4 separate regions of the Mus musculus genome follow, and all the other regions are linked to region 1. Evidence: chromatin contacts called from public HiChIP or PLAC-seq and promoter capture Hi-C data. All regions are on one chromosome and are shown on one strand. The core of a region is the stretch at or near the end of the contact, and the rest is flanking DNA. Distances in the headings are between cores, read along the strand shown.

Region 1 (7,226 bases), core at 2,232-4,731:
GGGGTTGGGGGAAGCCGGTGTCCCCCGGGGAGGGGGCACCGACGACTTCGAGAGGCACGGGCCCCCCCATCAGGCCCAGCTCCCCGCGCCCCCTCCCCGTTCGCGGTCTCTTAGGAAACTGCGACCTTAATGGTTGCTAAGGAGCAGGGGAGGTCCTTCCCGTCGCCGGCCCCCTCCCTGGGAGGCGGTGTGTTTTCTGTACAGGGCTAGGGTCGCATCGAGGATGTGACCCGCTCTCTGGCCCGGGGTGAGTGCGGGGCGCGGCTACGGTGCCTGCGGGCAGCCGGCCGAGGTCTAGGGGCGTGGGGACCCCACTGGGCTCGGGCTCGACCGCTTGACAGGCGCCGCGTGTTGCTAGCTGCCCTCGTCCGCGGTGCATCCGTGATGGGTTATAAAAGAGGAGGAAAGTTATTTTTCCTTGCTCAGCAGATTTGCCCTCCCTCGTTCCTTACTGGTTAAGAGATAGAACGTGAGCCCAGATCCGGACGAGCAGTTCACATTCCATTACGAAATTCTACACGGCTTCAGAGCCAGCAGCAGCACTCATTCGGGGCATTTCGGAGGAGATTTTCTTCTTTGGGGGATGCTGGTAGTGGTGGTGGTGGCGGAGACCGATACAGGGTGAATAAAAAGCAACTTTTGTCGGGGTGTCGAAAACCTTACCCTCAGGTTTCCATTGTTAGACTGCTCAACACTGGGTCTCGTTTTCGAGTTAGAGCTAAGCATATCCTTGTGAAAGCCTATGGGAAGAAAGTTGGTTAAATAAAGATGTTGGGAGTTGGCAAAGTATTCTTGCAAATGATTCTGCAAAGGCTCACTTGTTGCTTGTGCATCCCTTGGTTGTGAGATTCCTTTTTCAGATAATATGGTGGTCTGTGTCTGCGTGCGAGTTGTTGTGCAATAGATAATTGGAGTGGAAGGTGGAGAAATGAGAACAGCCATGAAAAGAATGTGTTGATGGCTTTTAACATCCTCTAGGTTTGATGCTTTCATGAGCAGGCAGGTATAGTTTGTAATTTAACCCGGAAGTCTGAGTTGGAGGCTAAGGTCTTGGTTAAAACTCTTAAGAAAATTCTGTACGTAAGCCCTAAAAGAATCCATAGTTTCTTCGGAAAGAGTTCAGTATACTCTTAAAACACGTGCAAGGGTGGACTCGTTTTAGAGGTTTAGAGTTGCTGTTTGTTTGTTTTTACCTCTGCCCATTGGGGTACCTACTGATGGGTCTTCCTTTGATGTATTTGGTTACAGTGAATTAAACATTTGAATGGCTCTAATCAAGTTTTAAATGTGTGAAAAAAAAACCCTCCCCAATTTTTACAAAAGAAAGGGAGAGAGGGGTACTTTGATTTAATTATTTTCCCGTTCTCCATTTATTTTTGGGTTAAGTTGCACTGTCTCCATCTTACAACATACTTTTACGGTAAGATGGCTGGCTGTCTTTTCAGCATGTTTTGTTTTTTAAGAAATGCTTTACTCACTTAAGAAATGCTGTTGATGCTCAGTGGTACATGGAATATTATTCTCGGCCGTTTCCCTGGATACCGCATTATTCCTCATCAGAAACTCAGACAGCATAACCCTTGCCGTGGACGTGATGGGGAACGTTTGCCTGACTCAGCTGGTTACAGGTGGTGCATTCATTCCTAACCATTTACATCATCAAGCAAGTGACCTTTTGATGGAAGGGGCCTTTATTTTAGATTTCTTCAGACAGAACCATCTGAGAGAGATTATTTGCATCCAGTACAGGTAGGAAGGGGAGGGGAATGCAGTGTGTTAGTCCTCATCTGATCAACAGCTGTTTATTGCTTTTCTGCCCCTAAGTCAGGCACTAGGTAGCAGCTGTTAGCAAACAGCTTCTGGGTTGCTTTTTGTTTGTTTGTTTGTTTGTTTGTTTCACTTTTCTGTTTTAACCTGCTGCTGTATTGGTTCACTTCCTAGGTCAGTTTGGAAGTCTGTCTTTCTATTGTGTGCCCACTCTAACATCTCTTAACAGCTTCAGCTAAGTAAATTTCCTGGTTAATGAAGTTGAAAAAAAAATTCTATCCTCTTAGGGTTTTGCGTGACATAGTTAATATAAACTTTTACAGAAATTGGTTAAACAGGCTCTCTAGAAGCAGCTAGAAGTGGGTTCTTTTGATGTTTTTATTCATTATCCTTCTGAAAAGTAGGTGGTGCTTAGAAGGTCATAGGATAAGGGTTGCTAAGCAGCTAAACAGAAGGATGCTAAAATTAACTGAAGCTTTTTTGAAAGGGAGTCCTTCCCTGTTTTACATTACCTACTAGGTTTAATTAATTTCTGAATCTTCCATGTTCTTTGATCTAGGAAGGTAGTATGTTAAAGTTGGTCTTTGTTTTTGTTATTATATTCAAATAATCTTCCTTTTGTAAGTGTCTTTAATTGAAGTTCAGTATTCTCTCAGTATTCTCTTGACTCCTTGCTGTGGTGTCAAATGGCAGCTTGTCTGGGGTGACTTTCTTGTCTGTGAAGAGGTAGAACTTCCCTTTTGTTATTCACGTATAACTTCACCTGCTTTTGCATTAATAAAGGATTTTTATGTTTATTTTGGAAATTCTACATAATCCACAAAGTGATGTTTTGCCATTGTATTTTTATTAAACGTTTGCATTCAAAAGATAGAAGTGCAATATAGTATCAATAGTAACTACAATATAGTCCCTCCTGATGAGAGGACAATGGCTTTCTTTCCTCCTAGATTAGATTGTGGATGTGGCTGTTCCTGGTCCATGTTACCCTACTTCCCTGGCTCTGTCTGTTCAACCCAGCTCATAGATAATCTTTTTTTTAAGTACTCTAGGTTTAGAATATATTTGGAAGGACTGAACAGATGTTAGAAGGCAAAAGTATTATGACTTGTGTATTGTCTTAGTGTTTCAAGGTTTTTGAAGTTTTTCATGATGAAAGATGCAAGCTGGTGGCTGGAAACCCTCCCTTCTGTTGGGTGGCAGGCCCGCTGCAAAGCCAGCAGCTTCCCTGCCTCAAGGTTATGCGTGTTTTCCTGACCTATCAAGCAGGCCTCCTTGAGTCATATTTTTATATTCAAGTGTAATTAAAAGATTGATAGGTTTTCTCTCTCTTCCCCCCACCCCCTCAATTTTTTTAGATTTAGATTGTGCTTCTAGGGTGGGAGCAATCAAGTACCTCTTTGAAATGCATGCAGGGGTCAGAGAGTGGTTTCCATGCCCAGGGGTGAGGGGTAGGGGGTGGGGGTAGATCCGAGGTAAAAGGTGTACCGTCTGAACCCGGAGGGAAGTATAAGATGTGCTTTCTGAAATGCATCATTTACTTTTAACTTCCCCCACTCCCACATGGCAAGCGGACCAAGGAAGGGAAACCTGGCTGCTGGTGTTTTCTTTACTGCAGAGGTAGAAGAATGAGGAAGATGGGGAGGAGCCTTCCCTAGTTAGCAGTTAGTCTCCTTGGGCTGTGTCATCAGCCCAGCTTTTCTCAAGGTCTCTCTTGTCACGTCCCTTGGGTGCCCAACAAGGTCTGAAGGGCAGCTGAGCATGCCTGGAGATTTCACCCTGCTTGTTGGCAGCTGAAGAAGAGGGGGAGGGAGGAGGGGAGGGAGGAGGGTCCAGGGAGCTGTGAGCTAGCATCCCTGGTTCGAGGAGCCTGCAGGCTGCAGGCTACCCAGTCTGTCTGCCCATCAGTAAAGGTGACTGCTTGTGAATAGGTGCCTCAGACAAAGCAGTGGGAGGGCGGAGACTGTTTGTTCTGTGTGAATCAGGCCACTAGTGCTGAGAGCATTTGAAAACCTCTGTGAAGGCCAGGGCCTAGGGACTGGCTGCTTCTGTGGCGAGTCACCTGCAGGCTCCTTGAGGAGAGGGACTCACCAGCTCACCTGGAGAGGGAGAATGAAATCCCCCACTGGTTTTGTCAGACAGCCAGACTGAAAGAGAAAAAGTCTCCGTGGGGGTAATTAGATAAAGCTTTTAAATGCTCTATTTGTTTTTCCCCTGAGCTTGCTTGGTATTTCATCCTTTTACCCCCCGCCCCCTTTTTCAAGACTGGGGAAGGATTGTTACAAAAGCAGTTGATAGGTAGTTGAGTTGCTTTTACACCCTCTCCCCCCCCCCACCCCCTTAGCTTTTTAGGCTAAGTGTCAGCCTCTGATTGTGAAGACTGTTAGCAAAACTTCTAAAGTTTACATTCAGAACAACAGGGATTTACAGCGAGGTCCATCCTGACCCCTGATTCCTAACTTCAGGCCAGCACTGAAAGCTGATGCTGGTTGGAGGAAGTTTGGCTTTGAGGACTTAGCATTTAATATTTACCGTGGGTGTCTCTTTCTGTGGTGGTGCTTTAAAATAAGGTCAGGCCCTTTTGGAAGTAATTCTCCGCTTGAATTTGGAGGCAGGAGGGAAGTAAACAAGCACAAAGCCCATTGGCTGCGCTGCTGCCGCTGCTGCTACCGATGGGGATTCGGTTATCCACGCACGCCTCTCCTACCTCCCATTGTAGGGAAGCATTGTAGGGAAGGATAAAATGAATGTTCCAGAAAGTCAAAAACCTATAAATGGAAGAGAGTGGTATATTTTGAGTTCAGGAAGCCTTGCGGGTATCCACTCCAGATTTCCTTTCCAGAACTTGGTTCCTTTACCTTTAGCTGAATTTACCTACAAGTTTCTCTCTCAGTGGGGGTGGGGTGGGGACTGCACCTTTTGCTTCCAGTGTGGGGAGCAGACAGGCAGGACAAGCAGATCCCTCTTAATGGGGTTCACTTGGGGATGGGCTTGAGGAGGAAGACAGGAGCCAAGCTCAGGGTTTACTTTTCAAAGGGATGGTCGTTATAGCCTTTAAGCAAGAGGGACAAGAGATGCCATTACACTTCCTATAGTGGTCAGGGCAGCCTCCTCCACCCCCATGCAATGGAGACTTGATTATCCATTCAGTCTCAGAAATCCAGGAGCCAAGGTAGAAAAAAAAATCTACTTTTCAATAGTAGGATTTAGGACCCAGCTCTGCCCTGAGTATGTCCAGAGCCCTCAAACAGATCACGAGTACCACCAAGAGGGGATGGGGTAGGGGGTTACACTCCATATCGCATGTATTCTGTGTGGAGAAATTCCATACAGCAGCAGGTAAGCTCTTTATTACATGCCCGTAAGGGAGCTCTGTTGGCAGGTTCAAAGTATCACAGACAGTTTGAGGGTGGAGCAATGGTTGCCTGCCGGACTGTTAAGTAGATTTGAAAAACCCTGTTACTAAGACAGTCCCAGGAGTCGTCTGCTTCTAAAACAACCTTGGTTCACTGACAGGAAGCTGCCCCTGTAGATGGCTCAACTCTGCCATCATGTTTTCAGCCACCCTTCTGTCAGGTTCCCTCATTTTGTAAGTTATGTGGAGTACATAACTTTTTTTTTTAAGTGTTTGAACTAGCCCCTACTTGCTTGATGCTTTTGGGCACTCACAGTCTTTCTCCGTTTTGTTTCTCAGATTTTTGTACAATTCTTACATAATCATCTATCTTTTATTCAAGGGCAGCTTTCCTGAGCCTTTGGCTCAGATGCCTCTAGAGAGAAAGGTGGGTTATCCCATGGCAAGACAGGATGGGGAGGGAACGAGGAGGGGGCCCAGGGATGGAGGGGAGAGAGGAAGTGCTTGTTTGTATGGGACCCCAGCTGGAAATGTCTAGAAGTGTCGGGGGACACAAGTACCACTTGCTTCCAGCCTTACCCTGGTTTTTCTCTTCCACTGCTCAGTGTGTCTCGCTCAGACCGGAGACAAGGCCCCGAGTCCTGGGGGGAGAGTAAGGGAGCCAGTGTTCCAGAACAGGGAGGACTGTGATGCTCTGAGCTTCCAGTTGTTGTGTTGTGTGCCTCTGGACCTTTTATCTCTCACACCAGTGGACCAGCTGTGCTAAGGGGACTCAGTGCCACGGCCGAGCAGACACCTTGCTCGGGGATGGGTCCTGTTGCATCCAGCACTTGGGTGTTTTCCTGCCCTCATCCTATGAACTGGCAACTCCCAGCTTTCTACTTTTACAACTTTTGCCAGTGCTGGGCCCTTCAGGCACCTCGCCCTGCAGGTACTTGTAAAAAATGAAAGCCAATCTAGAAAGGGGCCAGAAAGATCTGGTGTCCTCAGGCAGCCAGGCCAGGCACCCCACTGTCTTCCGTGGCTGGCCCCACATTGGGCAGAACCCCTTAAGGGTGTTGCAAATGCCTCTTTAGTTAATTTCCTGTGCCCAGTTCCTCCTTTCTGCTGTTCGCCCTGCCCTGTTGTCCACAGAGTGGCGTGCATTGTCTTGCGTGCCTCAAAACAGTCCTTGGCTCCTTGTGTCTACAGGAAGAGATCCAAGTGTCTCCACATGGCCCACAAGGGCCTTCCTCCATCAGCTGCTTCTACGTCTACGTATGTTCTGTAGCCTCTCCCCGCTTTAAACCACTGCCCTTCTGAGTAATGTCTCTCTTTCACCTGGGTTGTTCTTCCTGCTGTGTCTCCAGCTAAAATCCTTTCTTAATTTTTTTTTTCTCAAAACCTTGTCTTTTGGGGACTGTTAGGTCCTCCTTACAGCCTCCCCTCTCCCCCTAGTGTTTTCCCACCTCAGGAACATCACCCCCCCCCCCCCCCCCCACACACACCCCTGTCCCTAGCACCTACCCTGATTGTTGGTGCTTAGTTGGTGCTCATGCCTTAGCGTGTGCTGAGTTATGATACAAACCCCAAGTTTTTGGAGAAGAGCCATATGTAATTTGGAACTGAGGCCTAAACAGAGATGCAGATTCAGTGAAGGAAACAGACAGGCGTTTTGTTTCTTTTTCTGCACGCCCCTCATACCACAGTTCGGTTCTAGGTGCACATTGGTGGGGGGAAGACTTGGATGTTCAAAAATCCTAAAATAAAAGTTGTCTCAGTAGAGAGAGAGAGAGAGAGACTTTGAATGCTTGGTTGCTCTAAAAAACGGTCACACCAGGGGCTTTACTAATTATAGTACTTTTCATGGCTCTTGGTTTAAAGTTTACATTAAATAGGAGAGATGAGCATGCAGATCAAAGACCACATCATTTCAGAGCTCCAAGGAGTGGGCCCATTTTCTCTGCTTAGTTAGAGTTTTGCTTCATTAGTGGTATGAGTTAATAGTGTTGGTCTGTGTATAACTCAACTTCTCCCCACCCCCCCCCCCACTACTTCTTGGACCTAAAACAAAACACCAAACCAGAAACCCAGAGGATATGGCTGGCCCTTCATTCCTTCTTTA
Region 2 (7,226 bases), core at 1,335-3,834, 240 kb before region 1:
TAATCTCTCTTTAATCCTCACGCAGCTCTGGATTGTGAGTGTGTGTCTGTTTAGAACAAGACTTAGGAAGACTGAAAAACTCGCTTAAAGAATATAACTTAAGAGTGATCCTTGGCCTAACAACCTGACTCTACTGCCTGAACTATAAAGAGAATTTTCAAGGGGATGAATTGGCAAGGTCTGATTCTGGTCCGTTATCAGTGACAGCTAGTGGAAGAATCAAGGACTTCCTAGCACAGCTGAGCACCCAAATATTCAGCAGCAAAGGAGGCGCCTGCAGCCATAACTAGATCCAGTAGGATCACAGGGCCCTTGAACGTCTGCGGACCAATAATAATCTTAGAAAAAAAATTAAAGGGCCAGGTAACACACATGTCCAGCTTGAGGGTAACCCTGGATTCAGCCTCTGAGAATGCCAAAACGTATGTGCATGTGTGTGTGTGCACACATACATAATTTCATTTTTAAGTTTTAAATAGGAGTCTGAAAGACATGGTAGCAAATACCTATGACCCCAGCACATAGGAAATGAAGGCAACAAGATCAAGTGTTAGATGGCAGCTGGGCTACATTCTGTCTCAAAGGATGGGGACACACACACACACACACACACACCACAGGATATAATGATGTAAACATGTAATCCCAGCACTAGGAGATAGAGGCTGAAGGACCAGAAGTTAAAGATTGTCTTTGGCCATCGGGTAAGGTTGAAGTCAGCCTGGACTACAAGAGGCTCTGTTTGTGTTTATTTTCTCTTTTAAAGCCCCTCAAAATTCATAAACAATAAATAAATAGAATTGAGGAGCCTGTCTGTCTCTCCCCGATTAAGAACACATAGAAACAGCCATCTATGAGGAATAAGCCATCACCATGATCGAATCTTCTGATACTTTGCCCTTGGATGTCTTTGTCTTCGTTGCCTTAAATTCTGTTGTTTACCAACTTATTATTTAAAAAAACAACAACAACAAAAACCTATCACAACATAAAGGAGTGTAACCGTTGGTATCAGGACCTCCAAAACCAGTGATGTCACGTAATCAGGGCCTGCAGGCCTGATGCCAAGACAACAGCCACCATATTCCCAGAATCCACTTGGCTCACCTCCCACCTTTACCTGTGTTACATCATCACTCATATATAAAGAAAGGCCCCCGATTGCTCGCTCTCTCTCTTTTTCTCTCTCTCTCTCTCTTTCTCCCCCCCCCCCTCTCCCCCCTTCTCTTTCCGCCACCACCTTGCCCCTCTTTCTCCCAATAAACCTCATGTAGAACTGTTTGGCCTGGTGTCATCCTTCTGAAGCCGCGAGGCATTCAAGATCATAACAGCAACAGTCTTACTACCTTCATTTATCTAAAGTCTCTGCGCTTTAGTATAAAATCTTTCCCGAAACAAATGAACAAAAAAACCTCTATCATGTCTCCTCTTCTCCCACACAATAACCCAACACTCTCCGTGCTGCTCTGCCCAAGATAAGTGGCAACTGCATTAACGATTGGCCCAGCGAGACATGACTGCTGGCGGAGTTGTGGCACACACACCACTGGAGTAAACAACTACTTCCTGGTTGGATTTGAGTCCCACTCCACAAGATGAAGCCCTTACCTGACACCATTATTAGGCCAAGAATGGTGCTTAGACGGGTCATAGGCCCTAAGGGAGAACTACTGCAATCATGCTGCTAAGTGGGCACAGTACTAAATTGAATCCCATTGACTTATCCCATAGATCAACCCTCATCTGAGAAACTTCTATTTGCAATAGATGATAATTAATACAATGACTCACACCTAACTAGAGTGCACAGAATATGAAAGTGCAGAATGTTTAGTTGTAAAGGAAATATATGAGTGTGTGTGTGTGTGTGTGTGTGTGTGTGTGTGTGTACGTGTGTGTTAAGAACCTTCTGGACACAGCAGACAGCTGCACAAATGCACTCACAGTGCTGGTTGTGACTGTACACACAAAACCCATGCAAGCCCAAGCCAGACCAAATCCTAGTACAGAGATGGGAACTGGGCATCCAACCCACCCCAAGCCACGAAGCCACTGGTAATTGTTATCCACTGGGAGGAGGAGAGATGGTTGTCTCTAAGAGCATAGATCTTGGTAAGTCAGCCACACCCCAGTGGAAGATCATATTTCAAGAATATCTCGGGCAGCACAAATTGGTCCTTATGGCTTGTCCTTTTTTTTTAAGGACACAAAACTGAGTAGATAGCAAAGGACGGTGGGACAGGGGAATGACTATGATCAAAACACATTGTTATGAAACTCAAAAATCTCAAAGCACTAATAAAAATTTAATTAAAAAGTAGTGGCTAATTTGCCTAAATTTTCATCATCATTATTATTGAAGTATAATAAACAAGATCCACAATAAAGCAGGGCTTGGGGGTTGCACTGTGGTGTCAGAACTGAGAGAAACGGGGCTGAGAACTCTCCCTGTGAAATGTTATAAACAACAAAAGAAGTAGGGTGAGTTACCTTTGGATGACCACAGTTACAGCAGAGGCAGAGCAGCAGTTTGACTTAACACCCTTACCAGAGGGAAGCCCCGGGGAGGATCCTAACTCAAGCTCTTCTGGGAAGAAAGTCCCTGAAAGAATGTCACACAGAGTTAAAGCTTGACCCGCAGTTTCCGTCCCAACTGCTGACTTCCTCAGTTTTAGAGTCTCCTTGTGGCAGATGTCACAGCGGATCACAAAGACTGTTGAATGTGCTTAAATAATTTGCTGTCTAGCAAAACGAACCACGGGGGACGGAGCTGTTTCCCTGTAGGAGGTACCCTCTCTCAGAGCTTAGGGATCCTTCCAACCTGTGCACCGTATCCTGGTCACTAAGTGCCTTACCCTTGCATAGGGAGCAAAGACTCTCTCACTTTGGGCTCCTGGAAAGGTTAGGCTGTCCTTTGAGTTCCAGTTCAGCCTGTGCAGAGACATAGCGGCCTTTGGGGCCCATGGACAGCTTTTCTAAGCATCCTTTCTAAACTTCCATGAGCTCCTGACCCTTAGGATCTTAGGGGCCATAGTTTTCAGAAAATGAAATCTGGATTAAAATACATTCATTTGCACTTGGTTTCTCAGACCTTAGAGACCAGTCTCAGGACATTGCACTTTACAGAAGGTTTTTCTCTTTTTCTCTGCTCGTCCTTTAAGTGGCAGAAGGGAGTTAAGACAGGATCTTTCTTCTCTAGAGATATCTGACCTACAACCCTACAGCCTCCCTCTTCAGTTCCCATGCAGATGGGTCCCAGTTAAACTTCTGCTTTTAGAGGCTGGCATGGTGGGGACAATTTGCAGCCAGGACCTGGAGGGCTGAGGTGGGAAGATTATGAGGTTTTGGCCAACTCGGGCTACATAGCGAGATCTTGGCCATAAAATAAAATAAAATAAAATAAAATAAAATAAAATAGGCACCTGCTGAGACAAAAGAAATTCTAGCATTTCCAAAAAAACAACCAAACTACAAGAAAAACAATCAAACAATAACATCAACCACAAAAACCCAAAAATCTATAAACTGAGAAACCATTTAAAATGTCCTCAGCTAGAGTAGCCGTGTTCACATTGAATATGTAAAAAGTTGGTGTATTTTAATTTTCCACAAGAAGCTGATGGGACTGTATGCCCATATTCAGTTTAGCCCAATGGAAAGCCAACACAGCCAGCCTTCACACCTGAAAGGAATTGTTTCTATGAACTAACTCTTATGGCCACGTTTTACAGTATAAAACGAAGTGGTATTTGCATATAAGATATATACAGCCTCCTCTAAACTTCAAATCATCCCAATATGCCTTTTGATAGTGAACGTGATGTAAAGACAATTGCTGCCCTGTTGTGTTGAGGGAATAAAGACACACACAAAAAGTCTGGGTGTGTTCCGAACAGACAACTTTGTTTCCCTGCATCTTTTTTATCAGTAGGTGGTGGAATCTCTCGATGCCCACAGGTTAGAAGGCTAACTGTACGAGTCACATATGCTTGTGATTTTAAATTTGCTGGTAGCCACATTAAAAGTAAAAAGTAACAGATGAAATCAATTTTAGAAACATATTTTATTTACCCAACATAACATAAACATCGTCATTTGAACATACAGTGAATGTTTAAAAGTTATTAGTGAGCAGTTTCCAGTTTCTTTTTTTAAAATAGATTTATTATTAGATTCTCTCTCTCTCTCTCTCTCTCTCTCTCTGTGTGTGTGTGTGTGTGTGTGTGTATGCATGTTTTGTTTGCATCTGTGTCTGTGTCTATGTGTGGAGCTGTGAGCATGAGTACCAGTGATTGTAAAGTCCAGAAGAAGGCATCAGCTCCCCTGGAGCTTGAGATATACGCGGTTGTGAGCTGCCTGTCGTAGTTTTGAGAACTAAACCTTGGTCTATCCAAGAACAGTACAGTGCTATTAACTGCTGAGCCATTTCTCCAGATCGCCACATCATTTTTGTGCTAAGTCTCTGGACTCTTGCAAGCTTGTTAGAATAACAGTGCATCTCAGTTTGGGTAAAGCATTCCTCATGTGCATAGAAGTGGGTCATGATGGAAGGCAACAATCTAGCTATCACAGGACAGCTGGAAGATTCCCTTAAAGAACACCGTTCTTGCCTGCTCCTTCAACGTTCGCTTTCCTGAAGACCTGTCGTCGCTGGCTTCGTCCTAGAAAGCTGTATAGACATTCCTATGAATCATGAATTTGTGATGCCCTTTCCTTCTCTTTAAATCATTCCATAAAAATATACCATTTCTCACATGAAAGCCCGTCAGCATTAACATACACTTTCTTTGAAATCTAAGAAAGGGGTTTTGAAAAAGAGAAATTGAAGAAAGCCTGAGGGTTGAATTGGTGAGCGATGTTCCTGTAACCTTGGTCCCTGCAGGACCCACTGAAAGCTAGTCCCATAAACTCGTAACACTTTGACTTCTCAAAGTAAATGTGTCACTAAACATCCTGTGCAGACTCAGCCCAGTTGTTCAGTAACGTTTGAAAGCCAAACGCTACACCACACTAAACCAGCCCACTCCGTTGAGAAAGCCAGAGAAGCAGGAAACCCATGGCCCTTAAGGTGTAAGGCAGGGACTGCTTGCCTGGCACAGTTCCGGGTAAACCTCTTCTTCTTGCTCCATCCTCTGCAGAGAGCAAGGGGGTCCAGCTTGGTTGAAACTTGGCCCCTACCCAGTAAACTCGCCAGCCTCGAGGATGGACCCATACTTGCTGGAGCCTCTCTGCTAGGGGTCATGGAGGCCACACGTCCGAGCCCTGTTCCTTGAGAGGCCTGTCAGTCCTCTTCCCTAGCTTTGTCTTAGCAGCCAGCTTCTGGGTCCCAGGACTTTCAGCACAAAGACTGCTCTCAAATCAACTCCAGCTCCTAGGTGCTGCTCCTTTCAGTAGTTCTCATCCATTTTCTCTCTCTCCTTCCTGTCTGTGCGTTTCTTCTTTCCCTCTAAGTATCATGTCTCCTGACCCCATCCCAGGGCTTGCGCTAGATAATCACCCACAGAACACGTGGCTCCCACCTTGCTTCTGGCTTACACTCATTTACACGAACCTTTGCTCCCAGCCTTGCTTGTTTTCCATCTCCTCCTCTAAAACCAAGCTAAGTCCCTTCCAAGTTAGGCAGCTCCTCCCCTCCTCTAAAATCAGCCATGGTGGGAGCAGAGGGCAAAGTTTTCAGTCCCAAGTCATCCAGGGGCAACCTGGGGTTCCAGAACCTAGCGGTCCCCTTCACTCATTGTTTCTCAATTCACTTCTTCAGCCGTGCACTCTAAGCTGGCTTCAGAGGCTCTTACTGTGGAAAAGGTTGTGAAGATGTGAAGAATGAATGATGCAACAAGACAAATCACGTGGGGAGAGCTGGTCACTTGCTTCGGCTCTCTAACTTTGGGAGTTGTGAGAAAAGTAACTTTGGAGTCATTCATTCAGTGCCGACAGCAAGTATGATAACAAAGTAAAATAAACCAGGGATGAGGGCACATACCTCTCGGCTGGGCACTTGGGAGGCTGAGAGGGATGAGCTCAAGGTCAGCTAGCCTGGTTACACACACACACACACACACACACACACACACACCACACCACATACAAACACATGCCACACACCACATACAAACACATACCACACACCACACACAAACACACACCACACACCACACCACACACAAACACATACCACACCACACACACAAACACACACACACACATACACACACACCACACCACACACAAACACATACCACACACCACACACACACACACCATATCACACCACACACAAACACATACCACACACCACACACAAACACATACCACATACCACACACACATACACACACACACCACACCACACCACACACAAACACATACCACACACCACACACAAACATACACCACACAAACACACACCACACAACATATACACACCACACATACACACACATGCACACACAAACACATACCACACACATATAAACACATGCACACACAAACACACACTACACACACACACCACATACACACATATCACACACACATATACACACCATACACACACACATACCACATATACACACAAACACATACCACACACACACCACACAAACACACACCATACATATACAACATACACACACCACACACACATACATACCATGTATACACACATCACACATACACATCACACATCACACACACACAAACACATTCAAGCACACACACAGGCCCTAAAAGCAAAATAGCTCTGTCAAAAAGAGGATAAATCAAGCTGGAGAAATGGCTCAGCAGTTAAGGGCACTTGCTACGCACCTATTTGACCCAGTTCAGTTCCCAGCATTTACATGGCAGCTCACAACCTCTATAGCTCCAGTCTTAGGGAATAAAATGGTCTCAATTGGCCTCCAAAGGTCCCAAACAGATATTCATGCAGGCAAAAACACCCATACACATAAAATTAACAATTCATACTTTCAAAAGATTAAATCAGAGAGAATAAATGTATTACTTTGAAATAAATTCCCACAACAACACACTTTTCACAATAATAAGTACAGTTTGAACAGACTGCCGGCCTGCAGAAGTGTTTGTTCACAGAAGCAGACAGAATCCTGCAAGGCTACCCCAATGCCCTCAAGTCCAAACTGCCAGTCTTTAGGAAACAGGCCCATCTCAGCATCCCCTGACATGCAGCTGGTTAAGGGTAGTCTGGCATCTCTCTCCCCAAGCTCCAT
Region 3 (7,226 bases), core at 3,010-5,509, 210 kb before region 1:
TGGGATGGAGCTCTGTAAAGGAGCTGGGAAAGTGGTCCTGAGCACACCGGGCCTTTGTGCAGCCTTCCTCCCTCCACTGCGCCCTTGGAGAAAAGAGGCATCGGATGCTGGGCTTGCACTCCACCAGGCGGCTGACGTCATCAGCCTGTTATTCAGAGAGGTTCCCACCTGGAGATGGCTCAGACCCAGGATTCAGATCAACTGTATGCAGAGAGCCCCAGTACAGCCCGGCACCCCTCTTCCCAGTACTGTTGGGGTGCTTCTTCAGCCTCCCTACCCTGGCCTGTGGGATCTAAAGACTGTTCCCTCCCTCTGATGCCTGGCAGCCTGTGTCTAACGTGTCTCTGATGACCTCTGGGCTCTGCACATCTGCGTCTCTGCTTCTCATCTCATAACTCAGTGTGTTAGGCCTTGGTCAACACAAAGCACCCACCCAGGTCACCCCCCCCCACACACACACACACAAGGTCATCTTCAGGCCTTGACAAGGAATCTTCAAACTCTGCATTCACCTCTTCTCTCCTTGAACCTCTGGGCTTGGGCTCCATCCCTCAATGGCGGCTGCCACCCTTAGTCCACCCAGAAGCAAACTGCCTATCCCCCACCTCCTCACCGCAACTCTATGCTGTATCTAAGCTTTCCATCCAGGCTCAAAGCAGGGCAGGTCCAAGTGATACTTTATGAAGCACCCTGCGGCCCAAGTGACAGAGAACCAGGTAGCTCGTCCCATGGCTAAATGGAATGCCAGTTTGGAGGCATGTTGTATCCACAGTGACACCAAACAGCTACCCCCCCAAAAAAAACAAAAACAAAAACAAAAACAAAACCCACTAGGGACCTGATTCTCATCAATACTGACTGCTGGAGGTCTGCTCAGCAATGGGAAGACTCGTGACAGACACTCTTGGGAGCCAGAACCGGCTGCTGAGAGAAGCAGTTGCTTGTTCCGAGGGTAAAACACACTCTAAGGCCTTCTGCAAGCTAGACACACCATGCCTTTAGAATTGGGGTCAGCATGATCCACTGTCTGCTGGGGGACTCATTTCAGTGGATTAAGGAGCATTTGGGACAAAGCTGTTGCCAGAGGACTGAGTGTACACGTGGGTGGACTGTGGGCACACACTCTCACTCTGCTGGGGCTGCCTCCACCAGGAGAGAGGAGAGCTGGCCTCTCCCTCACAGCTGTCAGTGTCTGAATCTGCTGCCTCATACAGCAGATTCCAGGCTCTGTGACTTTGGATCCTAAAACTTTCAGCACAGTCCCCCAAATTCTCAGACTTTAGGCCTCGGTTTGAGAATAACACTACCAATGTCTTTGTGCATTGGTCTGTAGGTATGTGTTGCCATCATCTGACACTCCATCTTGTAGACAGGCTGCCCTGGGGCTTCTAGCCACAGCCAGTTCCAGTCACCTGTAAGTCCCACAGTCACTGGACAGCCTCCCCTAAGCATGGGTGACCATTTCCCCCTAGCTGTATGAATAGAGTCACATCTTGTTAACCTTTCTTCTCTACAACCAGACCATGGGCAGTTAGTGCAGATTACAAGCAGCTGAAAGGGAGTGGGAGAGGGAGAGAGGACTGGACTCTGAAGTCAGAGACTCAGGTGCCCCCTCAGACTCTCCTTCTGTGGGGGAACTCAGCAGGGCCAATCTCGAGGGGTTCCTTGGGTAGTCACAGCTGCTCTGCCATGCTTCTGTCACTGCGCTTTTCCCCTGTCACTGGAATCTTCTCCAAGTCATAGAGAACACATAAAGACAGAGCTTCCCGCTGCAAAAGAAAGTAGAAAATACCAGAGCCAGGCATGTGAGGTGGGCGCTGCAAAGCCTTTGCATCTCTGGATGAGTGATGTGAAACTGGAAAATAGAAATCCCGGGTCTTCACGGAGCCGAAAGTGGCATATGGCCACTGGGATGAAATATAAGATACATTTTTTAAAAGTTACCATTATTTTCATGTAAACACACTACAATAAAGTAAAATTTTAAAATGATGCAGAATAAAATATTAAATAATAGCATAGAAGTCGTGGAAATTGAAATTGTCCAGTTGGCAGCCAAATGCTCAGTAGGTTCTAAATAAATAAAAATAATTTTCTTGGAATAGAAAAAAAAATAAGGCTCAAATGTATGTAAAATTTTAAAGTGAACAATAATATAATGAATTTTAAAATAGAGAGGGGAAAGTGAAATTCAAAAGTGAGTGAGTGGGGTGCTTGATACAGCTTAGTGGGTAGAAAGGCTTTGCAGGCAAGCCTGAGAACACGAGTTCGATTCCCGGTCCGGGTGCCCACATAGTAGAAGGTGAGAACTGGTCCCTACAGGTTGCCCTCTGTCCTTCTCACATGCACGAGTCATATACACACATGCAATGAATGAATAAATGTGATTTTAAAAGATTAAAAATGAGCAAATAAAAATAAAATGCACATGGGCCTAGGCCGATGGTTCGGACGGTAAACCGTTTCCTCCTAAGCATGAAGACCCAGATTTGATCCCCAGCACCCACATCAAATCAAAGCTGAGCATGGGGCCTGAAGAAAGGGCTCTGAGGTTAGAGAGCCTGCTGCTCTTCCAGAGGACCTGAGTTCAGTTCCCAAAACCCACGCCAGAGGCCTCACTACCGCCTGTAACTCCGGCTTCAGTGGATCCAAGGCTGCCTTCTGGCATCTGTGGACACTATGAGAGACACAAGAGAGACACTCGAAAGTAAAAAAAAGAAACCTTAAAAATAAAAATAAAACGGGTATTACTCTATGCACCTGTGATTCCAGTGCATTGCACAAGGAGAGGGGTGTAGCCTGCAGCTCACTGGCCGGCCATTCTGATCAGTAGAGTCAGGGAGACCCTGGATCCAGGGAAGAGCTTATATCTAAACACAAGGGAAGCAGCCAGGCATACTGGTTTACGCCTGTAACCCCAGCACTTGGGAAGCACCTGCAGGCAGATCTCTGAATTCTAGACCAGCCTGCTTCATACAGCAAGTTCCAAGCCAGCCAAAGCTCCATAGCAAGACCCCGTGTTAAAACACAAAAACAAATAAACACAACAACAACAAAACCTAAAACAAAAACAAAAAAATCAAGGTAAGCAACTCTTGAGGTGTAGGTGTGACAGGACACCTGGGGTTGTCCTCTGACTTTCACGTGTGCAATCACACAAATGCACAATTCAAGGGAGCTGAACTATAGATGCAGTCAGCCTAGGTACCTGCTGATGGATGAATGGATAGAGAGTGTCACACACACACAACATACACTCACTCATGCACACTCACATATACATACAACATACATTCGCTCATTCACATACTCACACAACACATACACACACAACACACACACACACGCACGTGCACACACACACACACACATACACACACACACAAATACTGCTTTTTTTAAAGACAGCTTCCTCTGTGGCCTAGGCTGGCTTCAAATGCCTCCTCCTCTTCCTCCTCCTCCTCTTCCTCCTCCTCTTCTTCCCCCTCTTCCTCTTCCTCTTCCTCCTCTTCCTCTTCCTCCTCCTCCTCTTCCTCCTCCTCCTCCTTCTTCTCCTCCTCCTCCTTCTCTTCCTCCCTGTCCCCTGATGCCAGGATTTCAGGTTAGGATCACCATGTTTGGCCTAAAACTTTAAGTTTTGTTTTGTTTTGTTTTGTTTTGTTTTGTTTTGTTTTGTTTTGTTTTGTTTTTTTCTTTCATCGGCCCTCTAGTGTGCAGCTGCCCTAGCAGGAAGAAGGGTGGCAGGAAGGGGTGGCTCTGTGACAGCCTGGCCTCCGAAAGTGGCGGCTTCTCAGTGGTTTTAAAGGTCACTTGCTGACCTGACCGTTGCTGAGACTGAGGAAACACACACAGGAAGTGTTATGCAAGTGAGCAGAGAGACTCACAGGCTCCTGCCAGGAGGTCTGAGCCGATGCTTCGTGCTTTGTGCCACCCTGTACAGGTTCCCACCTCAGGAGCCCTCCAGTACCACAGCTGTGGCCACAGCCTGGCCGGATGACAGACAGTCCTGTGTGTGTCCCCCCCCACACTGAGCTGACAGCTGAGGACTGGACAGGATGGCACCAGTCTCCACCAGCTAGGGACTTTTCAGAGCAGGTATCATGAGAGCTACTAGAGGACTTGTGACTTTTGTCCCACAGTCAAACTTCAGGATTGCACAAACCACCAGCCTGGAGTGACCTTGCCTTGTGGGGAAGCAAGAGGAGCCCAGGCTCCCACGCAGACAGTAAGTCCACAAGGGTACAGAGTACCAGCGCTCTGAGAGCTTAAAATACACCCACAGGAGGAGTGAGGCCGGCTGGCTGCTCACCTTGGATCTGCACAGCACAGAACAAAGGGAGCCCTGCCTTCGTGACAGACAAATCCAACCCCAAAGTCCCTTTTCACACACATAGCCCTCATTGGCCAATGGCTCTTTGGCCTTCCCCTCTTCTTCCTCTTCCTCCTCCTCTTCCCCCTCCTTTTCCTCCAGGCTGACAAGCAGACAGACCCAAGGTCACCCCATGTCTATACTAGCCTGACAGCCAGATGGCCTCCTTCATCACCCAGCCTTCTCTGCAGGCTACATCCCAGATAGGCTGGGAGCTGACCCAGCATCTTAGAAAATTCGAAAATTTACCCTTTCCTCTCCCTACCCCCACCCCGCCGCCAGCAAACCCAGGTCACTCCAGTTCTAATCTCCTACTCGCTTCTGCTGAGTCTGCACTGGTTTGGGACTAGATGGACCAAGCCCTGAGCTCTTTCTGCAATATTCCACATTTGACCACAGTAGGTCACCATGTGCTATAGAGGTGGCAGGGCCTAGCCTGGTTTCTATATCATTAAAAAGAGTTGCAGATGCCTTCCACTGGCTTTTGGTAACTCATCCAAAATCAGGAAACAGGAAGAAAACTGAGCTCCTGGAACTGTGGCCCCTCCCTCTCTTCCACCTGGATTATATGTTTCCTGTTCGTACATAGAAACTTCCAGAATGGTCAACATGGTGATGGGTGAGCCGGGCGTGGTGGCGCACGCCTTTAATCCCAGCACTTGGGAGGCAGAGGCAGGCGGATTTCTGAGTTCCAGGCCAGCCTGGTCTACAAAGTTAGTTCCAGGACAGCCAGGGCTATACAGAGAAACCCTGTCTCGAAAAACCAAAAAAAAACCAAAAAACAAAAAAAGATGGTGATGGGTGATGGGAACCGGTTTGACCATCAGCAAAGCTGGAGTGGTATTGGATGGGACGGTTTCAAAGTCACCAGGCTGACCTCAGAGCATCAAAGTGTGATCTTTTGACAGTGCAGGCTGATACTTTGCAGATAGTGCACGGTGGGCACGCTTTGTGAAAGTACTCTAGCCAGCATACTCCTGCTAAGTCAGCCAGGACACTACATGAGAAAGACGTAGCCCAAGGCCAGCACGCAGCTGCTGTGTGAGGACAGGAGTGACAGGGTACCATTCTGGGCATCTAAATATAATAGGCAATAAGCTTGAGTCACTCAGACTTAGACTTTATGAGCCAGCCATGCTTTGATGGCATACCAGGTCACAAACAGTTCTCTTCCTTGGGCTACACAGGCCCATCCTCTTGTTAGGTCCTCTCACACTCCCTCTTCCATCACATAAAACAGGATGATAAACCTGAACCATGATGACTAGAGATAGCAGATAGCAGCTACCTGAAGGAGACCCTGGACCAGGGCAGATATAACTATGGTGGCCTCAAGCCAAAAAATCACTCACAGAGCCAGACAGAGCCAGCTCTCCTCACTGTCACATGAAGAGAGAGAGACAGGCTCAAGACTTCTTTTTCTACTTGAAGCCTGGTTAGGCTTAGAGTTTAGCATAGCCACAGTGTCCTCTTGAGGCAGTGCACACTAGAGAAAGATTATTATCCCCTGGACAGGACAACATTCAAGGTGTAGGAATGATCAGACATTCACAGATATACACACACCACAGAGACAGAGAGATAGATACATATACACACAGACACACACACCACACTGATAGACACACATACACCACACATGCACACACAGATAGATACACACATAAAAATACACGCAGACATACACAGATAACCACACATAGAGATACAGACATTCACAGACACACACAGAGAGAGATAATCACACACACATACATAGATAGATACACAGACACTACAGAGAGACACACAGAAATCAACACATATAGAGAGATGCACACACATAGACACACAGAGATATACACACAGAGATGCACACAGAGAAATATACACACAGAAACACACACACAGAGAGAGAGAGAGAGACAGAGAGACCAGTTTCTAGCATCTACTTTCTAATTAAATGTAACAAACCACCAGCTAATTCATGCCATCAACTAACACGGACAATGTGGGTGGAGCCGCCCTGGGGTGTTAAAGCCTTGGACTTCAAGGCTCTTCGTGGTTGGCAGCCTCTCCACTCCTAGGACAGCTACAGGTCCTTAACAAAATGTCATGTCTGGGTCATCTACCCGGTCATATTGACTCACCAGTCAAACACTTCCTTTCTATTGTGTGGGACTCAGACATACTAGGGTTGAATGTAGTCCTTCAAGCATCATAGACTGGAAAGTTAACCTCCAGTTTCACACGCTCATGGTGCAGAGGTGGGGACTCCAGGAGGCTGTTAGGGCAGGTGGGAGTAGGAATCCTAGGATGGTATGTGTGGCTCTTAAGGAAGAGGAAGAGAGACCCAGACTAGCACATTTGTTAGTCTGTCTTACCATGTGCTGACTTCTGTCAGGTGACTGGAGAGATGGCTCCGTGGTTAGAAGTATTTGTGGCTCTTCTAGGGAACCCTAGCTCTGTTCCCAGTATTGATGCCAGGTGACTCAGAGTGCTTGTAACACCAGCTCTAGGGAATCTCACTCCTTTTCTTGGGTTCCAAGGGTACCTGAACACATACACATACAAATACACACTTACATAAACACATAAAAACTAGTAACAAAAAGAAAACTTTTAAAGTACTTTTATTTGTTTTAAACATTGTTACTCTTTTATTTATTTTGAAACAAAAAGTTGCAAAACACACACACACACACACACACACACACACACACACAAATTAGCCAAACCCAAAGTCTAAACAACTTAACCAACTTCTGCACAGCTAGAGTATATTTATATATTTTTAATAGTTTACTTAGCGTTATTTTATGTTCATTGGTGTGAGGGTGGAACTGAAGTTACAGACCATTGTGAGCTGCCATGTGAG
Region 4 (7,226 bases), core at 2,419-4,918, 140 kb before region 1:
TGAAGCTCTTGAGTAAGTATTCTTTCTATCTATTTGGTCTAGGAAGATGTCCATAATACACTCTACATTAAAAAAATAATTTGTGGACTGGAGAGATGGCTCAGTGGTTAAGAGCACTGACTGCTCTTCCAAAGGTCCTGAGTTCAAGTCCCAGCAACCATACAGTGGCTCACAACCATCTGTAATGAGATCTGATGCCCTCTTCTGGTGTGTCTGAAAACAGCTACAGTGTAATATAATAAGTAAATAAATCTTAGAAAGAAAGAAGGAAAGAAAGAAAGACCTACATTTGCTCTTTAGACTTTTTTTTTTCATTTCTAAAACCATTATGCGTAGTTGAGTATATCAGTGTGTAGGCATAGCTCATGAGTCTAAGTACCCTTGGAGGCCAGAAGAGGGCATCAGATCCCCTGGAGCTGGTACGAGTACCTGGGAGCTGCCAACTGTGGTGCTGGGCACTGAAGCTGGGTCCTCTGCAAGAACATTGCTCCTCTTAAGCATGCAGTCGTATCTCCATTCCCGACTCTCTTATTCAAACAATCAAATTATAAAATTTAGTTGGTACATTAGGCATCGTAAAAGATGAACACTGAAATTTTGGTGATGTACTACATGTTGTCTCCTTGCATCTTTTCTCTCTCTCTCTCTCTCTCTCTCTCTCTCTCTCTCAACAGCTAATTGTTCCATGCTTGGCTCTTTTACGATGTTGAGGTGAATGACATGGGTGTTGTAACACACCATTGCACCACTCCTGACCTTGTAATGACGTCAGGGGGAGGCTTATCCTGCTGTGGTGATGCCTGTGGACCATGGGTGATAGAAACCACAGAGAACAAATCCTTGGTAAGGGGGACAGACTCTGCTGTGACTCTGTCTCTCTGCTCCACTTCACACACACCCGACCAGTGTTTCTCTGTTGGTGTGTGTCTGTGTGCATGCGCATTTGAGTGTAAGTGGGAACACTTGTGTGCGGGTAGGTGTGGAAGCCAGAGGTTGACACTGGGTGTCTTACTCAATAACTCTGCACAAGGCCAGGTCTCTAATTGAACCCTGATTTACCTAGTGTAGACAGCCATCTCCTGTCTTTGCCTCTGGAGGGCTGTGAGGACAGGCAAACTGCTCTCACCCACATAGCTGGGGACCCAAACTCTCCTCCCTGTATACTCTTTATTTGAGAAGCCCCATAACTTGTGCCTTATTTAAAAAAACAAAAACAAAAAAACAAAAAAAAAAAAAACAAAAAGCAGGAGGATTTGCATGCAATTACAGTAGGATGGGACATGGATGGGAAACAGGAGGAGGAAGGGCTTCACCACCAAAGTGTTCTCCCTTTGCTCCTCTGGCTTGTTTACATTTTTAAAAATCAACCTGTGTTACTCACAACCTGTGGTACTTGTGTTTCCTCATTGTTTCTCTCTCTCTCTCTCTCTCTCTCTCTCTCTCTCTCTCTCTCTCTCTCTCTCTCTCTCCTTTAAGACATGGTCTTACTATGTAGCTCTGATCCCGAAATTCACTTATGTAGACCAGACAAGGATTCTCCCGCCTCTGCCTCCTCTGCCTCCTCTGCCTCCTGCCCCTGCCTCTGCCTCTGCCTCTGCCTCTGCCTCTGCCTCTGCCTCTGCCTCTGCCTCTGCCTCCTCTGCCTCCTCTGCCTCTGCCTCCTCTGCCTCCTCTGCCTCTGCCTCCTCTGCCTCCTCTGCCTCCTCTGCCTCCTCTGCTTCTGCCTCCTCTGCCTCTGCCTCCTCTGCCTCCTCTGCCTCTGCCTCCTCTGCCTCCTCTGCCTCCTCTGCCTCCTCTGCCTCTGCCTCTGCCTCCTCTGCCTCCTCTGCCTCCTCTGCCTCCTCTGCCTCTGCCTCTGCCTCCTCTGCCTCCTCTGCCTCCTCTGCCTCCTCTGCCTATGCCTCCTCTGCCTATGCCTCCTCTGCCTATGCCTCCTCTGCCTCTGCCTCTGCCTCCTCTGCCTCCTCTGCCTCCTCTGCCTCCTCTGCCTCCTCTGCCTCCTCTGCCTCTGCCTCTGCCTCTGCCTCCTCTGCCTCCTCTGCCTCTGCCTCCTCTGCCTCTGCCTCCTCTGCCTCCTCTGCCTCCTCTGCCTCCTCTGCCTCCTCTGCCTCCTCTGCCTCCTCTGCCTCTGCCTCTGCCTCTGCCTCTGCCTCTGCCTCTGCCTCTGCCTCTGCCTCTGCCTCTGCCTCAAGTTCCCAAGTTCTGAGATAAGGCCATACACCTGGCTACTCATGGTTTTTGTTATTTGGGGGGCAAGGGGGTATCTGCATACATGTCTTTTTGAGGGTGTCAGATGTCCTTCAGGTGTGTTACAGAGGTGCTACAGCAGGTGTTACAGAGAGTTGTGATCTGCCATTTGGGTGATGGGAATTGAAGCTGGGTCCTCTGGAGGAGCAGCTAGTACTCTCAACTACTAAGCCATCTCTCCCAATACTCAAGTTTTTCAGAGGTGTATAAAAGGTGGAGAGAACTGTGTACCAGATAGAGAGAGAAGGCTGCAATCCTTTTATACCCATGATTCCAAACAGCAGCACAACTGAGAAGTGAGGCTTGGGACTGTTGCCCTGTAGGGAGGGGAGGCAATAAAAGCCTCCCCTGGGCTGTAGGGTAGATGGTCTGAGCAAGCGACCCAGAATGGTGTCGCTGCACCCTCTCGCCACTGCTCTAACCCACATGTTATACCCATGATACCTCCCTTCCCTTCCTAGAGAATCCTACCAGGAGCCCTCCACACACTTGGCTAATCATGTACTAGTAAGGGGCTCATCAATGCTCCTTAAGAAAGAGAGACTGAGAGATCAAAATTCATCCCATCCATTCCATTATTAATTTGTTTGATTTAAACTGAAGACAAATTTGAGACTCACACAAAGAAACAACCCTTTAATAGAGACTGTCGCCTGAGGAAGAACTCTCTGAGGGGACGTTCTATGTCGGGGAGACCTCTGAGGGAGAGGAGATCTCTGAGGGGGAAGAGATGGCTCAGGGGAGGAGATCTCTAAGGGGGAGATATCTGAGGAAGGAGGAGATCTCTGACAGGGGAGGAAATCTCTGAGGAGTGAGGAGATCTCTAAGGGCGACCTCTAGAGATCTCTGAGGGAGGAGATCACTGAGGGAGAAGACCTGAGGAAGGTATATCTCTGAGGAGGGAGGATATCTCTGAGGAGGGAGGATATCTCTGAGGGGGAACTTCTTGAGGAGAGATCTCTGAGGGAGGAGATTATGGACAGGAAAGATCTTAGCAAAGGAGAGCTCTAACAGGGTGGAGTGGGGGTGGGGGGTGAGGGTAATGGGTCTGAGGGCTCCCAAGACCCAGAATGAACTTTTCAGGATGAAGCAGACAGGACCACCCCCACCAAACTGAGTGTGTTGGCTCCCCACAAAACTGAACTGCCAGGCAGGTCCCCACAAAACCTACCCTTGGGTAGAATGGTTCCTTGGCCTCCTGGGCATCATGAACAAGATGTGAGTAAAGACATTTTTTTTTTTTTTGATGTGATTCAGAGAAGGAGCTTTCTTGAGGTACTGGGTGGTTTATTTCCATTTTCTAAATGACTTCTTGGCTAAGCAGCTGCTCCGGGCTTTGAAAGCTCAATCTGAAACACAGGGAAGGAAATGACAGGGGCTGATGGGGTGGGCAGGTGTCAGCTCAAGGGAACATGTGCAGAGCATTATGAAGCCACAGAGGAGCTGGCAGGAGCCCCCACTGCAGAGTCATGGGCCACGGCCTTCTGCACAGCCTCCAAGAAGAAACCACCTGTTTGTTGGCCAGAAAGACCAACTGCTCAATGCGCCTAGATGGAGTCGCAAATACTGTCGTGATTTAAAAACACAATTGAAAACACAAAGCAAAGTTGATTTCTGCACACACTTATTGCCAGCAACATGGTCCCAGACACACTTGGCTGTTTGTACATCTTATCTCTAGGACAAAAAAAAAAAAAAAGAGGATCCTAAAATGCTGTTCTGCAAAGAAAGAAGAGTATGAACTCTCAGTGTTTATGGTGACAAAGAACACGTACGTGAGAAGGGAAGACGGAAAGTAGGGATCTGAGAGGATACACACACATCTGTGTTCATGGCAACATCATACACAAGAGGCAGCCAGTAGGTGGAAGCTACTCACATCCATTCTGACAGATGGAGGGGTTCAAAGCACATGCAATGAAGCACTATTTTATTTTGGAAAAAGGCATATCCAATGTGTGCTCAACTCTCGATGATGCTGACTGAATGAAGCAAGCCAGTCCCCAAAAGACCACGACTGTGTCACTTATGTGGGGTACCGACCAAGAGTAGTCAGATCCATACAGACAGAAAGCAGAGTGAGGTGGCCAGGGCATGGGGGAAGGGGAGAGAGAAACTAGTGTTGATTGGAGTGAGTTTCAGTTTGACAATGACAAACTTCTGAAAGGACGTGGTGGTGGTCAACAACCTAAGTGTCCCTGATTCTACAACACCTCAGAATGGCTATGATGGTCAATTCACCTTATACAATAAAAAAAAAAAAAAAAAAAAAAAAAAGTCATCAGTCAAGACCGCATTTTGAAGGTTTGTTTTATGTGTGCATGCGTGCGTGCGTGCGTGCGTGCGTGCGTGTGTGTGTGTGTGTGTGTGTGTGTGTGCACATGCACCATGTGATGCTAAGTTCACAGAGAGGCCAGAAGCAGGCATCTCATCCCCCTAGAGTTGAAATGACAGGAAGTTATGAACCTCCATACGGGTGCTGGTTACTGCACCCATGTTGTTTCCCTAAGCCTCACCGCAGTCGCCATGTCTTGGAATGTCACTGCATGTAAGGAAAGCCAAGCACGAGGGAACACCATTGATAAGCCGGTTCAGGCTTGCCTCACACGCCAAACTTCTCAGCGGTAAAACAAACAGAAGCAAGCACGCTCAATTCTTCAACTAGTTCCCTCCCGAACTTTAGTATCCAGAAGTTCAATTTCCTTCTCTATCAACTTAGGTTCATATCACTTCAGCCTGTGGTCAAAGATACATCCACAAATATTACTTACAGCCATTTTCAGGTCATTAAGCACAGTCTGTGTTAAAGTTAGCCTTGAACCCGCAGACCTAGGGAAGACCCTGAGTTACCTATCTTTTGAGCCCTCTCCCTGTAGTCTGAGAAACTGGCCAACTGCAGAAGAGCATCCTTCAGATAATTAAAAAAAAAAAAAAAAAAAAAAAGCAGAAGAGACTGGACAGGACTGAGCACTCATGGTCATGGGTGATTGAGAAGGTCAGTGGTAAAGTTGAAGATAAACCCAACTCTCTTTTAAGTTCCAGGTCGTGAAAAGGCATAAGGCAGCATACAGTAGTGGGAAACTCTAGACAGTAGACGTTTAAATCCTAGCTCTGCCTGGTACTTAATTATAGAAACTTAAACTCAAGCACATTTCTAAAGCTTTTAAATTCTGACTTCAAATGATGGGAATATCTTCCTCCCAGGGTGTCCATGAGGGATGCATTCCAGGCCCCTCTTGTAGATAAAAATTCCACGATGCTCAAGTGTCTTATATAAAATGACATTGTATTTGCCCAGGATGTTCCACACACTTTTAGTCACCGCTGGAGAGCTTAGAACACCTCATTCAATGTGTGTCCAGAAGCTGTACTGTATCGCTTAGGGGATAGACACACTAAAAGTATCCTATGTATGTTTCATACAGATACAAATAGATCCTTTGGGCTTTTGGATTTGTTTTCAAATAGTATGAATCACAGTTGGTTGAGTCCTCAGAGACAACAGATACAGACAGCGCCCTGAGCCGGGCAGTGGTGGCGCATGCCTGTAATTCCAGTACTTGGGAGGCAGAGACAGGCAGATTGCTGAGTTCGAGGCCAGCCTGGTCTACAGAGTGAGTTCCAGGACAGCCAGGACTACACAGAGAAACCCTGTCTCAAAAAACAAAAACAAACAAACAAACGAGAGCGCCCTGTAACCTGCCGTTGCATAGGGCAGAGTTCAAAAGAGGTGGAGGTTGAGGAAGGGGGCTTCGCTCTCTACTGGGTCCCTCACTGCGCTTCCGCAGAGGCCCACTGAGCATGCAGGGGCAAACTGCAATTGACACTTGTGAGTATTTTTAATTGCCCCCCAGAATTTATAATTTTCTGCATTTGGCTTTATGAGCATTTAATGAGGACAGATACTGGCTACATCTGCCAAAGTCCATACTGGTGGTGGTTGTCATCGTTGTTGTCGTCTTCATAGTTGTTGTGTTTCTCAATGCTGGGGCCTGGGGCGTCACACAGGCTACTCAAGAACACTGGCCTTAAGCCCTACACCTTTTTTTTTAGATCTTTGTTTCAAGGCAGGGTCTCCCTCAATTGCCCAGGCTAGCCTTGAACTTGAGACATTCCTATCTCAACTACCAATGAGCTGGGATTATAGGCCTGTTCTTAGGATTTGCTTAAATTATCAACTCTTACACAATATTATTATTAGATTTGCAGGCCTCTAAACAAAATACGTTGAGGGATACCTTCTAGTTTCTACTATCCTGCTTGCATCATTTCAAATCTCTGAATCCACTTCTGTATACAAGACAGCATGTCCTCAGCCATCAAGGATGGTGTGGTCACTCAATGTCCATCTTTTTTTTTCTTCAGTGCTTAAACTGAACCCAGGACTTCATGTATGCTAAGCATCTGTTCTCCCTCTGCACTACAGCCCAACCTCTTACAAATTCTTTTTAAAAATAGTTTTCTTAAGAAGAGGAAAGAAATACGAAAAAAAAAGAAAAAAATAGTTTTCTTACTTTTAATTTTGAGATGGATATGTGCACATAAGCAAAGGACTTCAAACAAAACTTAGCATCTAGCAATTGCTTAATAGCATTGAATATGATCAGAGGGGTAAAATGATATGGTGACTTTCTTTTAATAGAGGAAAGGACCAAAGTTTAGAAAGTCAATGTGCTGGCTAGTTTTATATCAACCTGACACAAGCTAGAGTTATCTGAAAAGAGGGAATCTCAATTGAGAAAATGCCTCCATAAGATCCAGCTGAGGGCATTTTCTTAATTAGTGATTGATGGAGAGGGGGTTGGGGGTGGTCCATTGTGGGTGCTGCTATCCCTGGGCTGATGGTCCTGGGTTCTATAAGAAAGCAGGCTGAGCAAGCCATGAGAAGCAAGCCAGTAGGCTGCAGCGCTCCATGGCTTCTATAGTATTAGTTCCTGCCCCCAAGTTCCTGCCCTGTTTGAGGTCCTGTCATGGCTTCC

What was found. HiChIP or PLAC-seq counts read pairs in DNA pulled down with a chosen protein or histone mark. Capture Hi-C pulls out chosen DNA fragments and counts their contacts.
Region 2: a promoter capture Hi-C map of liver shows a contact between it and region 1. The contact joins two enhancer-like sites. A contact is called at or near these places in 1 of 39 promoter capture datasets (the SN4741 cell line), 7 of 484 Hi-C or Micro-C datasets (the HL-1 cell line, the HPC-7 cell line, beige adipocytes and 3 more), 8 of 115 datasets of contacts at active chromatin or transcription factors (DN3 thymocytes, acute myeloid leukemia, bone marrow-derived macrophages and 5 more) and 3 of 9 other capture datasets (adipose tissue, embryonic stem cells and liver).
Region 3: a contact with region 1 is called in an H3K4me3 HiChIP or PLAC-seq map of pro-B cells, with 4 times the contacts expected there. The contact joins two enhancer-like sites. A contact is called at or near these places in 7 of 484 Hi-C or Micro-C datasets (bone marrow-derived macrophages, brown adipocytes, cardiomyocytes and 3 more), 15 of 115 datasets of contacts at active chromatin or transcription factors (bone marrow-derived macrophages, cardiomyocytes, craniofacial prominence and 11 more) and 1 of 9 other capture datasets (liver).
Region 4: a RAD21 HiChIP or PLAC-seq map of pro-B cells shows a contact between it and region 1, with 4 times the contacts expected there. The contact joins two enhancer-like sites. A contact is called at or near these places in 1 of 15 datasets of contacts at CTCF or cohesin (pro-B cells), 13 of 484 Hi-C or Micro-C datasets (the P5424 cell line, Th1 cells, bone marrow-derived dendritic cells and 10 more), 9 of 115 datasets of contacts at active chromatin or transcription factors (CD8 T cells, DN3 thymocytes, the SCID.adh cell line and 6 more) and 1 of 9 other capture datasets (embryonic stem cells).

The regions. Positions count from the first base shown.
Region 1 is chr13:37,827,485-37,834,710 of GRCm38.p6, forward strand. It overlaps a transcript of Rreb1 not described here. Among named protein-coding and RNA genes, the nearest start is that of Gm46411, 32 kb to the left of the region's middle. Within about 2 kb of position 3,482, at least 56 of the 459 cell types and tissues checked have an H3K27ac peak or open chromatin away from gene starts, as enhancers often do. A contact at or near this core is called in pro-B cells, where this site is marked.
Region 2 is chr13:37,592,752-37,599,977 of GRCm38.p6, forward strand. No RefSeq gene overlaps it. Among named protein-coding and RNA genes, the nearest start is that of Gm47754, 15 kb to the left of the region's middle. Within about 2 kb of position 2,585, at least 51 of the 459 cell types and tissues checked have an H3K27ac peak or open chromatin away from gene starts, as enhancers often do.
Region 3 is chr13:37,616,117-37,623,342 of GRCm38.p6, forward strand. It overlaps Gm40915 (a long non-coding RNA gene), which reads right to left. Exons shown (of 4, transcript XR_873251.2): 3 at 6,733-6,902; 4 at 485-1,769. Among named protein-coding and RNA genes, the nearest start is that of Gm40915, 7.8 kb to the right of the region's middle. Within about 2 kb of position 4,260, at least 179 of the 459 cell types and tissues checked have an H3K27ac peak or open chromatin away from gene starts, as enhancers often do. A contact at or near this core is called in pro-B cells, where this site is marked.
Region 4 is chr13:37,688,568-37,695,793 of GRCm38.p6, forward strand. No RefSeq gene overlaps it. Among named protein-coding and RNA genes, the nearest start is that of AI463229, 24 kb to the left of the region's middle. Within about 2 kb of position 3,669, at least 38 of the 459 cell types and tissues checked have an H3K27ac peak or open chromatin away from gene starts, as enhancers often do. A contact at or near this core is called in pro-B cells, where this site is marked.